Linked DNA regions of Mus musculus: region 2 is linked to region 1. The links are chromatin contacts, called in public HiChIP or PLAC-seq maps. All regions are on one chromosome and are shown on one strand. Each heading gives the region's core, a stretch centred on a gene start, on an enhancer-like site or on the middle of the called end of the contact. The rest is flanking DNA. Distances are from core to core; before and after follow the strand shown. Region 1 overlaps Zfpm1 (zinc finger protein, multitype 1). Region 2 overlaps Ankrd11 (ankyrin repeat domain 11).

Region 1 (5,940 bases), core at 2,939-5,438:
CCCTGCTCCATGGGCTGTGGTTTGGGGTCAGGGTGCACCCCAGCTTCCCGAGTTATTTGCATCCTCCGGGGCCAGGCAGTGCACTATCGGCTCCCACAGATAGGAATTTCTGTGCAGTGGGCAGCGATGGGGTTGATAAGTGGCTGCTGGCCAACCGCCGTGGTAGCCATCGCCTATCAGCTCCCGCACAGGCTCTGCTTATCACCGGTGGGGAAGCTGCTGCAGAGGCCCCGGGGGCTCTTATCTCCAGGGCCGCCCAAGCCTCTGATGGGGTTGGAGGCTTAAGGCCTGAAGGCAGTGCCCAGTCTGGTGACAGACCAAGTGCCACTTTTACCTTGCGGGGTTGCCCGAGACTCTTCCTGACCTCCGGCCCATGGCTGCTTTCTGACAGGTCCCTGCACCCACCCTGTTTGTCCCAGGCATCCTGCCTAAGAGGTATCTTTCATAGTTCCAGGCAGAGACAGGGATTCCCAGTGCAAGCTAGCTAGCAGCGCTGGGCCATGTTAATGACCTCTGTCTGCTTGAGAGACACCCCCCTCCCACCTCAGTGAATGAGGTGGACAAGCAATGAAGGATGACTTCCAGCATCAGCCTTAGGCCCACATATTCACGCACGCATGCACACACTCAAAATGGGAAAAAGAAAAAAGGCACCCCCCCCTCAAGGAACCCCGACTTGGCCCCGAGTTCCAATGCTGTGGTGATGCCCAGGAGCAGTTGGCTGACTGCTGCAGACCCAACTATAGTCTTCCTTGCTTTACCCACACTAGAGTGTACCCCAAGGTTGCCAATATCACCATCACTGTCATGATCTCCTATCATCTCCTGCTTCTGTCTCTGCCCCTGGCTCCCTGCTGCCTCTGCCTGGTACTCAGTGATGGTAGCACTCCACAGTCTGGGTCATTCACAGTGGAGTTTTCACCCACTGTCAAGAGTTCTGTATCTTGCCGGGTACTGGCCACTCTTCTTTGATGCTGCTGCTGTGAGAGGCAGGAGCCTAGCTTTGTGGAGTGTCTAGGAATGGACTACTGACCTCAGGACCTTGGTTTCATGGTCTGTAAAATAGAGATGGGGAGAGACATTGTGGCCTCCAACTTGTCAGCCACTAGACAGCCTGGTTTTCCTCACAGGGAGGTATGAGCAAGTTCATAAGCCCCCTAAGTGGCTGATTTTCTATTACATCTGCATCAGACAGGCAATGCTATGTTTGCAGCTCTGATAGCCACACACTGCCCAGGGTCCAGCTTTGCAGTGACCCCACGGTGTGGTCTCAGTACTCTCCTCTGGGCAGAGGGAATGTTGTAGCCCTATGTAGATTATAAAACCCAAGGAGCATGCCAGGAAAGTGTCTTCAGAGAGCATGTGACCAAAGCCCGTAAGTGCACAAAACAGGTGGCCCTGCTCGGGGCTCTGCAGGCTGAGGGTGACCACGATGGGCCTGAGGTGCCAGAGAGGGGAGCCCACAAGAAAGGAATGCATGCAAGGTCCAGAGGACTTGGAGCCAGAACAGTCCATGAGTCTAAGGAGGCGGGAGTAGAGAGGTGGTAGCCCAGGGCCTGTGGATTTGGGCCCAGCAGGTGAGGGGATTGAGCCGGGAGGGCTTATGTGTCCCTGAGGCACAGCAGGGACACACCCTGGGCCTGATGGGCCACAGACCACTCTGGTCCAGAGCTGAACTCTACACAAACTTTCCCCAGGTTGAGCCCCAAGCTGGGCTTCCCTCAGCTCGCGGCTGAATTCTAACTGGGAGGAAGGATAGATTAGAAGGAGAGAGTCGGAGTTGTCATCTTTGAAATGACTTTGTTTGCAAGAGTGATGGCTGTTTCAAATCCAGCTATGGCCTGGAAGTCAATCTGTAACCTTGCATGGCCACCTTGCTATGGCATGTGGAGACTTGTCCCAGGAGCTTGGTGCCCCCAGTGTCATACGCCTCCTATCACCAGCCCTTAAAGTCAGGAGACTTGCAAACACACCAGCCCTGTCACCTTCCCCCAGCCCCCACCCTGCCTGGTCTTGAGCAAGTGGCTCAAAGGAGCAAAAGTAAACAGGGCTGGAGGGCTGGAGACTGCTGTCAGGTATCACAGTGGGTCCTCTTTCTAGGGATTCCTCCAGGGCCAGCTTCAGCAAAGGAATCGATAGACCACCCAGTTCCTTCCAAAGGACTACATAGAACTGGGGAGGTTTGGGACACAGAGGGACTGTAACCTTCCCAGGTGCCCCCAAAGGCTTCATGCATGCCATCAGTACACCAACTGTGTGCTGTTTGCCTGTGCCAGTATTCCATCTGTAATGAGTCTCTCCAGCCTCCTCTGAGGGTCTGTCTGGAAGGGCAACTGAGTCACTATGGTGGCCCCAACCCATCCCTGAGGTGTGCTTTCCTATAAAATGAGTGCAGAGGCCCAGAGTGTTCCACTAGCTGTCAGTAGGAATGCTAGCAGTGGGGACAAGGGTCAGCGGGACTTCAGCAGCCTTCTTCTGTCCTATGGGTGTCTTGAGCCCAGAGCTTATTCTAGTCACTGCTGTCTGAGAGCAGGGTCCAGGGGCAGAGCCTGAACTTGAGGCAGACTATAAAGGGGAAGGCAGAGGGGAGCAAGAGGCCATCAGAGTGACTTGGGAAGGCTACCCCAAGCACATTAGCCCCATGTGACCGTGCTAGGTGACCCAAGACCATCCATGTCCAGGCAGGACCCAGGTCTCAGTTCTGGAAGCCCTGGAGGTGAAGCAGGGGCATCAGGTGAAGCAGGGGCATCAGGAGAGCCACCTGAAGCCCTCCAGGTGAAGCAGGGGCATCAGGTGAAGCAGGGGCATCAGGAGAGCCACCTGAAGCCCTCCAGGTGAAGCAGGGGCATCAGGTGAAGCAGGGGCATCAGGAGAGCCACCTGAAGCCCTCCAGGCTCACTGCCCCGAATCCATGTGAGGATACACAGGCTAGATGAACAGCCCCATCCTGGCCTTCTGGGAGGGTCTAGACAGACAGACAGACAGACAGATAGATGGGCAGGCAGGCAGGCAGGCCTTCCAGCCTCTTCCAGGGACAGAGAGAATAGACAGGCATGCCATGGGAGTGTCGAGGCGCTTAGGTGGAGATCTGGCCAAATCCTGAGGAGGCTGTGGAAGGGGAGAGCACTGGCTAGGAATGGGGCAGCACCCTCCCATGCACACTTTTGGAAAAGACGTGACTGGAGCACATGGCCCTTAGGAAGAGTTAGGACCTGTAAGTCTGCCACCTCCAAGCTCCACAGACAAAGCAGAGCAGGGAAGGGGAGCCCTGTGGCTCCTGACAGTTGAAACCAAGGCTCCTGGCTGACCCCACAGTCCTGGCCTGAGGGAGCCCAGCTAGGGTGGGAAGAACTGTTGTCTCTTCCGCCCAGGAGTTTCTTGGAGCCCAGAACTCTTTCCAGGAGCTGCTATGATCTGAGCAAGAGCCAATCAGCCCATCCCAACTCCTAGAGGCAGGGCCAAGAAGCCTGGCCCTGGATCAGGCCAGTATGTCCCTGAACAGTGTCAGCCAGTACAGGGGGTGCCAGGGTGTCAAGGCCAAGTGGGAGAGCAAGGGGCAGCACTGGAGAGGACCCCATCTCTAGGCTGACGGCTGAAAGGCACATTAGGATACAGGGAGGTATTCAGGCAAGGAGCTGGGTGTGCAGAGGTCCTGAGGCACTGGGGTCATGGCATAATGGAGCCTTAGGGTTATGGTAATGGGGGGAGGGGACACGGGGGTAAGAGTTCAGGGCACAGACAGTCAGGGTCCAGGTTATGAGCCATAGACCTTGTGGACAACCAGCCCTCACAGCCTTGTCTTGTGGTGCTGGGGATGGGATCCCAGCTCTCAAGCTAGCCAGGAAAGCACTTCACCTCCAAGCCACACCGAGGCCCAGAATTCTTGGCTGCACCGTGAAGATGCTGAAAGGCACTGGTCGGCTTTGATCACCTGCCTGGGAGAACGGATCAGTGGTAGAGCATCCTGGGGTCTCGGGGTGCAAGGGGCTGCTGCTAGGGCCACAGGAGGTGGTGGTGGCCATTTCCTGTCGGAGGCTCCAGCCAGATATCCTGCCTAGGGTCCCAGGGAACCAGGAGACAGGACCCCTCCCTCCCGTGGAGCGGTAACTTGTTATCTAGACTGTGTCCGGCTGACTAATCTTGCAGGCCCGGGGTTTCTGTGTGAACCTCAAGGCCTGTTATCTGGCGGCCGAGGCAGGACTGCTCGTCCTGATGGACAGCCTGGGAGATGGGCCGATAGCTGGCCATGCTCCCCTCCCCACAACCGACTGGCTTGCATGTGTGGGTGGGAAAAATCATTCCAGCTATTTTGCGTTATCATGGGGCCTGGCGTGGCAAGTGATAGGCCTGTTTGTCTAAGATTAGTCAGCAGGGGAGGGGGCACTGGTAGATGATAGGGGTCACTCTGGGGTCAGCTTCAGAGCCCAGCCTACTACCTTGGAACCCCTTTGAAGACTCCTGTTTTTCTGAGACCCCAGGGTTGCTATGAACAATCTGAAGCTAGAACATGGTGAAAAGACCTAAGGAAATTGTATCTTTACTGTCGGGCATGTTCATCGGGCATGTTCTTCCTGAATAGTCACTGAGTACCTTGGGGGTGGGGGACAGGCACCCTCAGGGCCTGGAAAGACACAAGGATGGCCTTGACCTCCTGGAATGTATAGGAAATACAACCACCCTCCGAGTCCAAGGCCAGAGATGATTCTAGATGGCGTCGGAGTGAGACTCCCTAAGCCAACACACCACCAGCCACCCAGTGATAGTGTGTTGGAGCAAAAGACACCATGATAAGTCTCAGCTGAGTGTACACAGCTGGATCTCACTGCAGGGTGAGGAGGAAGGGGGCTCAGAGGTAGGGGACCCCATCAAGGGGGGGGCACTATGGTGGTATGCAAGTGATTGTTCTGCAAACAAGGGTTAGAGGTCATAGCCTAAGGTCAGCATGGGCCATGGGGGGATGGCTGGCAGGTGGGGATGGGCACCCTGGCTGCCTGCTGGCTCTATCCACCTGAGTCCTAGGCTAGCCATAACAACTGTTCTTGAGCCTTGGGCCTCAGACACTGCAAAGGAGGGGACTCTCACAAACTGCCCTCCTCCCCATGCTGCCTCCCCCTCCTCCTTTCTTCTCATACAGTGAGCATCTGGCCCATGACACATGCTATGTGTCCTGCCACACATCTTGGGGTTGAGGACCTCATCTGAGTGAGCAGCAGCTACAATGGCAGCCAATCACCAAGGGACAGAAAAGTGGCCAAGACATGGGGATGTAGCTATGTGGTCCAGTGCCCAGGACTCTCGCAGAGTTCTTTCTGACTCCTGATGAATGGTCCAAAGGCACAGCTGGTGTAACAGCATCAGGAGAAGTAGGAGACCAGGTGTGACAGATGGGTCTGCTCTGGGAGCAGGTCCCATTGGCTGTTGTGTGGGTAAAAACAGAGCCCAGACGAATTCTCAAAAGACACGAGAGTATACTCTCCAGGCAGCAGGAGGCACTGTGGTACCCCATTACAGATGTGGAAACTGAGGCAGACAAGATGGACAGCTCTGGGGAGAACTGAGCAGGCCTCTTGGGAGAGTCCATTGCCTACCACAAAGTCTCATCCCAAGGAGCTCTCAGTAGACACTGTAGGCAGTGGACAGACAACAGGACATCCAGTGGGAAGTGCAGGTGGAGCCCGAGAGGGGCCCCAGGCCTGGCTGCCCACCACGTGTGGCCCACTGACCTCACCCCCTTCCGGACTTGCTGTCTGTGGCCAGGGCAGGCTATCTCGGTGGCGGCACTAATCAAGTCACTTCCTTCTCCGCCCTCCCACCAGCTTCCTGCCTAGCTAGCAGCCCCACAGCCGGCCCCGACATCAGCCAGGCAGGTCCCAGCCTTGCCAGGGGAGCTACAACCATTGTCTTCCAGCAGTGTCCCTCCTGTCCCCTCCCTGGTTATAA
Region 2 (5,848 bases), core at 2,783-5,282, 710 kb after region 1:
GTAAGCAAACATTCCAGGTCCAATTAATGGCTGTGTTGTATATCTTTAAATGTGTACCAAGAAGGTGACACATTTATCAATATTCACGAAGAGCACGTAAGCCGCCTTGTTGTCTGCTGTTTACCCATACAGTGACACGCAGAATCCAGTGTAGTAGTACATGCTTCATTCCCAGCACGTGAAAGGCAGATGTAGGACGGCCATGAGCTTAATGCCGGCCTGGACACACTTGTAGACACTATCTCAAAAGGGAGCAGAGGGCCTAGAATATCAAAGAAAGACATTAGATAAAACACACAAAACAGCAATTATTACCAGAGGACAAAGAGTACCATGAGGCAAGAATGATTATCTATCCACCTGGGGCCAGAAGTCACAAGCAGACAGAGCTAAACCTGAGTTCAGGAAGGTTCACTAGTCAGTTGAGACCCAAAGGACAAAGAAAAAGTGGGAGAAGAAAAAAGACCTAGAAAAGCCACAGCCTTCACTAAGAAAGGGAATGATCAAATGAGATCTTACATTTAATTAAGAAAAGCCAGCTTGGTGGTATTTGGACCAAGGTAAAGGACAGTTAAGAATGGAGTAGAGGAAGCCGTGCTGTGGTGGCGCACGCCTTTAATCCCATCACTTGGGAGGCAGAGGCAGTGGATTTCTGAGTTCGAGACCCAACTCTATCTCGAAAAACCAAAAAAAAAGGAAGGAGAAGGGGGAGGAGAAGGAGAAGAGTGGAGTAGGGAAGTCAGGCAATGTACCTGCAACCTCAAATTCAGAAGACAAAGATATTAAGTGCCAAGTTGGAGGTCAACCTGGCTTACATAGTGAGTTCTAGACTAGCTTGAGATATATAAAGAGATCCTGACAAGAAAGGAGAGAGGGAGAGAGGGAATTGGAGGAGGGAGGGAGGTAGATAATGGGCAGGAGAAGTGGGTAAATGATAGAATCCAAGTACAGAGGGCAGGAAGGCCCAAGAAACTGAGCAAACTGATTCTCCTACCTGTTTGACTTTCAGAGAAAGCCAATCTGCTTCCTAGGGGTTGGGGAGAAACACTCAGGGCTACATTTCCTCAATCCCTAGACCCTGGTCTCACCGGTGACTTCTCCAACACTTCTCCAGCACAAACACAGGAGGCAAATAGCACAATTCAGAATGTGAAACATAGAGGTAAACATGGCAAGGGCACTAACAGTGCAGCCAGAGTGACCTTTCCCCCGCCATGTGGCCATCTGTTAGGACTCTCTCTCTCATCCATACTCAAGAAACACTTGAAGTCCACATGGGAGAATTCAGAGAAAAAAGTTTTATGCAAGCAGAACCCCGGGAGTCAAACAGCCACTGGGAACCCAGCAATGCACCACATGATGCTTCTCTGGACAACGTCCCTCAAGTGCAGGGCAGCAGCTGGACCATTAGAACAAGGCACAGGAAATGCTAATTTTTCTCCCAAGATTGGACCAGAACAGCAAAGTGGCTGCAATGTTCCTCCCAGGACTGCACTGTGTGAGTTAAAGCTCATTCTTAGCAAAGAGAATAAAAGATTGTGCTGCAGGCTATACGTAAACTGCTGTGTTGCAAGCACACTGGTGGCAAAAGTACTGAAAGGCTGAAAAAGAGTCAAAAGAGATGCCCACAGGGACAGCCAGTAAGAAAACAGGAACTTCAGTCCTACAACCAGGAGATGAATTTGCCAGCAACCTGAGGGAGCTTCAGTGCAGCCTCTCATGAAAGCCTCTGGTGTGACCTGCCAGACCTGGGCCAAGTGCCTGAAAGAATGAGGTGCACTCAGCCTCTCAACCCACACAGCTGTGTGCTCTTTCAAACAACCGCATTTGTAATTCATCACACAGCAGCTAAAAACAAACAGACCCCCACGCAACATATCCTCCTGCCACCTTCCATACACAAACTACATTAGCATAGATGGCCAAAGGGGCACCAGCCATGCAGGCACTGGTCCAAGGGCAGAACCTGAGAGCACAGTTTGTGCTTTCATGACCTACTGCTCATCCTACCAAATGTCACTATAAACTACCCCAGAGTTTCAAACAATTACTATAGTCCAAGAGTTGTTCTTTTAATAAGTTTAACACAGTGCAGATTTACAAATTAAAATACGTCACCAGCTTTAACTTCCAAAACATACATAATGGCCCAAAATTCATCAACAGAAATTCAAAAAAACTCTTAAAATTTAAAGTGCAGTAATATGGCTGAGCAGGTTAAAGGTGTTTGACCACCAGAGTTCAAACTCAAGATGGAAGAACTGATTGCCCAAATTTGTCTTCTGACCTCCACATGTGTGTACACACACACACACACACACACACACATACATACACACACTTATATACACACCATACACATACACACACACACACACACACACTTATATACACACCATACACAGTAATAATAATAAAGTAAAAGCCCAGCAGTGGTGGATCACACCTTTAATTGCAGCACTTGGGAGGCAGAGGCAGGCGGATTTCTGAGTTCGAGGCCAGCCTGGACTACAGAGTGAGTTCCAAGACAGCCAGGGCTACACAGAGAAACCCTGTCTCAAAAACAAGTCAATCAGAGCACTGTAGGGATGTCTCAGTTGTTAGGAGCACTGACTGCTCTTCCAGAGGAACCGGGTTCAATTCCCAGCACCCACAGGACAACACAGAACTGTTTGTAATTCCAGTTCCAGGGCTATCTGACACAGACATATATGCAGGCAAAACACCAATGACCATAAAATAAAAATAAATTAGAAAATAAATAAATAAACCTTTGAATGAGCATCCATGAGGATTTCTAAAAAACAATATTAAAGTTAGCCTTTAAACAAGAATTCATGCAGATGAACTCAACCCTTACTAATTTTCTCTCTCCTTTCTTGAATAGACACTGAATAGTACACCTGGGTAGTACAGGGGGGCAAATGGCTTATTGGGAAACTTCACAACTGGGGACTAATTTTACATGTTATTCATGAAGTCATTTTTCAATAGACTCTCCTGATTGCTTTCTCTGCAGGATTATCTTACAGAAGAGAAAAAACCTACAACATTCTTGAATAGCCACTGGAGCTAGACATACAAACTAACTCCCAGGTAAGAAGAAAGCCATGAGCACTCCACTGGAGGACAAAGCTGACAAACAGCACCTAGATAAGGAGAGAATGTGACTTCTCTCTAATGGAGCAGGTTCTGATGTTCTTGTGACCGTCAGGTGAGATGTTCCCTCCCTCCCTCCAGGGAAGTGGGAAGTGGAAAGGCCCACAACCCAGCACTGCATCAGCAGTCACTAACACCTCAGCTGTTTCTATAGCAACCAGGAAGAAAACATAAAACTCCCAGCTTTATATATTGTTCTCTATTACAATGAAATATTGAAGTCAGGCAAGGAATTTTGACAAGGAACCAAGTAGACCGTATCTATAACATTAATGCTAATTTTTTATTCACCACCCACATGGAACTGATTTTACCTTCAATTCTAAAGTAAATCATTATTCACATCAGGAATATGAAAATTACTTATGAGCAATAAACATTTCTATCTAGAAAAAAAATCTCGAAGCCAGGCGTGGCAGCACACAGCATCACCCCAATGCCTGGGAAGCGGAGGCGGGAGGACCAGTGCTCCAATGCCAGTTCCACAGAATAAAGACTGAGGGCGCGAGTTACACAAGACTAGGAGTTGGTTTGTTCTTGTTGTTCTTGTTGTTGTTGCTGCTGTTGCTGTTTTTAAAGCCGGGCATAGTGTCCCACCATGGGTTTTAATTAATCCAATCACTGGAGAATCAGAGAGAGGTAGGTGGGTGAATCCATGAGTTTGAGGCCAGCCTGGTCTACACAGTGAGTCCCCGGACAGCCAGTTACATAAAGCCCTGTTTCAAGAGCAAAGGAAAAGAAAAAAGAACTCCAACTCAGTACTTCAACTAATCACACAAACACATGTACAAAGAGGCTGGCAAGATGGCTCAGCAAGGACATTTGTACCTTGATGTCAACTCCCAGAGCACACATTGTGAAAGGAGAGAGCTCACTCTCCCCAGTTGTCCTCTGACCTCCACACACGAGCTGTGGCATATGCACACCCATACTCATGCACACCCATATTCATGCATTCATATTCTCTTCTTCTGTCAATAAAAAAACTGTACAACACAAATCAAACCCAAACACTCTATGCCATAGCCTTAATAATCCACAAGCAGGATGGTCACTCTTCCTCACACAGGCAGAATCACAGCTCTTACTACAAGAATGTTAGTATTTCTTACTATCCTCTGGTTCTAGACTATTTATAGAACAGAAAAGTGATTGCTGTGTAACAATGTAATTCACAAGCCAACAGGAAAAAAATACAAACCAAAACCTGGCACATCAGGAGAGGCAAATCCAACCAGCACACCTGCCTCTAACCAGTTGGGGCAGGCAAGTTGCAACACTGTCCTGACTCAGCTAGGCGTGGCTCCCCAGCCCAGTAGTTACAAAAGCACACACACAAAGCCTTTAGGGATAAGTCTCCATAAAAGGTCTTTTCACTGGAGCAACAGTGGTTTGGTTCCTAAGTAAAGAGGCTCTATGTACCACTGCCTATATGACCAGCCACCCACCAGAGCCCAGGCCACAGCCAGTACCACCAAAACACAAAGCTGCTCTTCTCTCCCATCCATTTGGACTATCCAAGAACCACTTTTCCCTTGCATCCAGACCCACTTCTGATCTTGAGTCTAAGTGCATTTACTGGTAGTAAAGCTGACTGAACTCAAGGATCCTATGCACACTTATGCAATGCTTTATTTCATGTTCCCTTCTGCCTTTTCAGGCACTGTTCTACACAGAGGCAAACCCATTCCCTTGATACACATGAATATCAGGAACTCATCAGCACTTTTTAGGCAGAGACAGAAGTGCTATCAAATCCAAGTAAAACGCAATCCCCAGCCTTGCAAAACCTTTCACTTTCAGGTTACCAGGTAGTCGTGGATTTCAAACATCTGACCCACAATGAATTCAAGAAAAGCAGAACACACAGGAGATACATAGAGTCTTTTAAGCTGGATTTGAAGATCTAGTTCCAGGGGTTCTGTCATTTTCTAGCTTCTGGGGATATCTACACACATATATCAAATAATCATAAACACACATCATTTAAAAAAATAAAAATATAAAACTGCCCGGCGAGCCAGTGCATTCTTTTTTTTTTTTTGGGGGGGGTTTTGTTTTGAGACAGGGTTTCTCTGTGTAGCCCTGCCTGTCCTGGAACTCACTCTGTAGACCAGGCTGGCCTCGAACTCAGAAATCCACCTGCCTCTGCCTCCCCAGTGCTGGGATTAAAGGAGTGTCCCACCACCACCAGGCTCCAAGACAGGTTTTTAAAAAGCAATTACTGTATATCTACAACTCTGTGTGTGTTTGTATGCACAGAAAAAAAAAATCCGTCTGCATACTCTGTAATTTAGTAATTACTAATAAAAATATTGACTATGAAAACCAGAAGTGGGAAAAGATGGCGGGGGGGTGAGAAACCTGTGTTTGAGTGGAGTGTACATGACCCAACAAGTCACCGTGTGCCTTAAGGGTGGCTGTGAATGTTCCAGAATGTCCAGACTGTGTGCAAAATACATGTGTGTCTCAATGGGAAAAACAAACAAAAAAGAAAGAAAAAAAGAAAACCAGAAGTAAATTCTCTAGGATTTATAGCAAGTGGATTTTTGCTCTTACGTTATTTTTTGTGGTACTGGGAACTGAATCTGGAAACTTACACATGCTAAACACTTAAGTACTCTACCATCACCCCAGCCTAGCATGCTTTTACCACAGTCTGGAATTCCCTGTAGTGTCCCGGGCCTCT

Evidence for each region. HiChIP or PLAC-seq counts read pairs in DNA pulled down with a chosen protein or histone mark.
Region 2: a FOXA1 HiChIP or PLAC-seq map of pancreatic cancer cells shows a contact between it and region 1. The contact joins two enhancer-like sites. A contact is called at or near these places in 1 of 39 promoter capture datasets (liver) and 1 of 115 datasets of contacts at active chromatin or transcription factors (pancreatic cancer cells).

The regions. Positions count from the first base shown.
Region 1 is chr8:122,309,328-122,315,267 of GRCm38.p6, forward strand. All of the region lies in intron 3 of Zfpm1 (zinc finger protein, multitype 1), which reads left to right. Among named protein-coding and RNA genes, the nearest start is that of Gm39269, 27 kb to the left of the region's middle. RefSeq lists enhancers at 3,936-4,335, 5,611-5,867. Within about 2 kb of position 4,189, at least 31 of the 459 cell types and tissues checked have an H3K27ac peak or open chromatin away from gene starts, as enhancers often do. A contact at or near this core is called in pancreatic cancer cells, where this site is marked.
Region 2 is chr8:123,017,024-123,022,871 of GRCm38.p6, forward strand. The region is part of intron 1 of Ankrd11 (ankyrin repeat domain 11); the gene reads right to left. Among named protein-coding and RNA genes, the nearest start is that of Ankrd11, 22 kb to the right of the region's middle. Within about 2 kb of position 4,033, at least 115 of the 459 cell types and tissues checked have an H3K27ac peak or open chromatin away from gene starts, as enhancers often do. A contact at or near this core is called in pancreatic cancer cells, where this site is marked.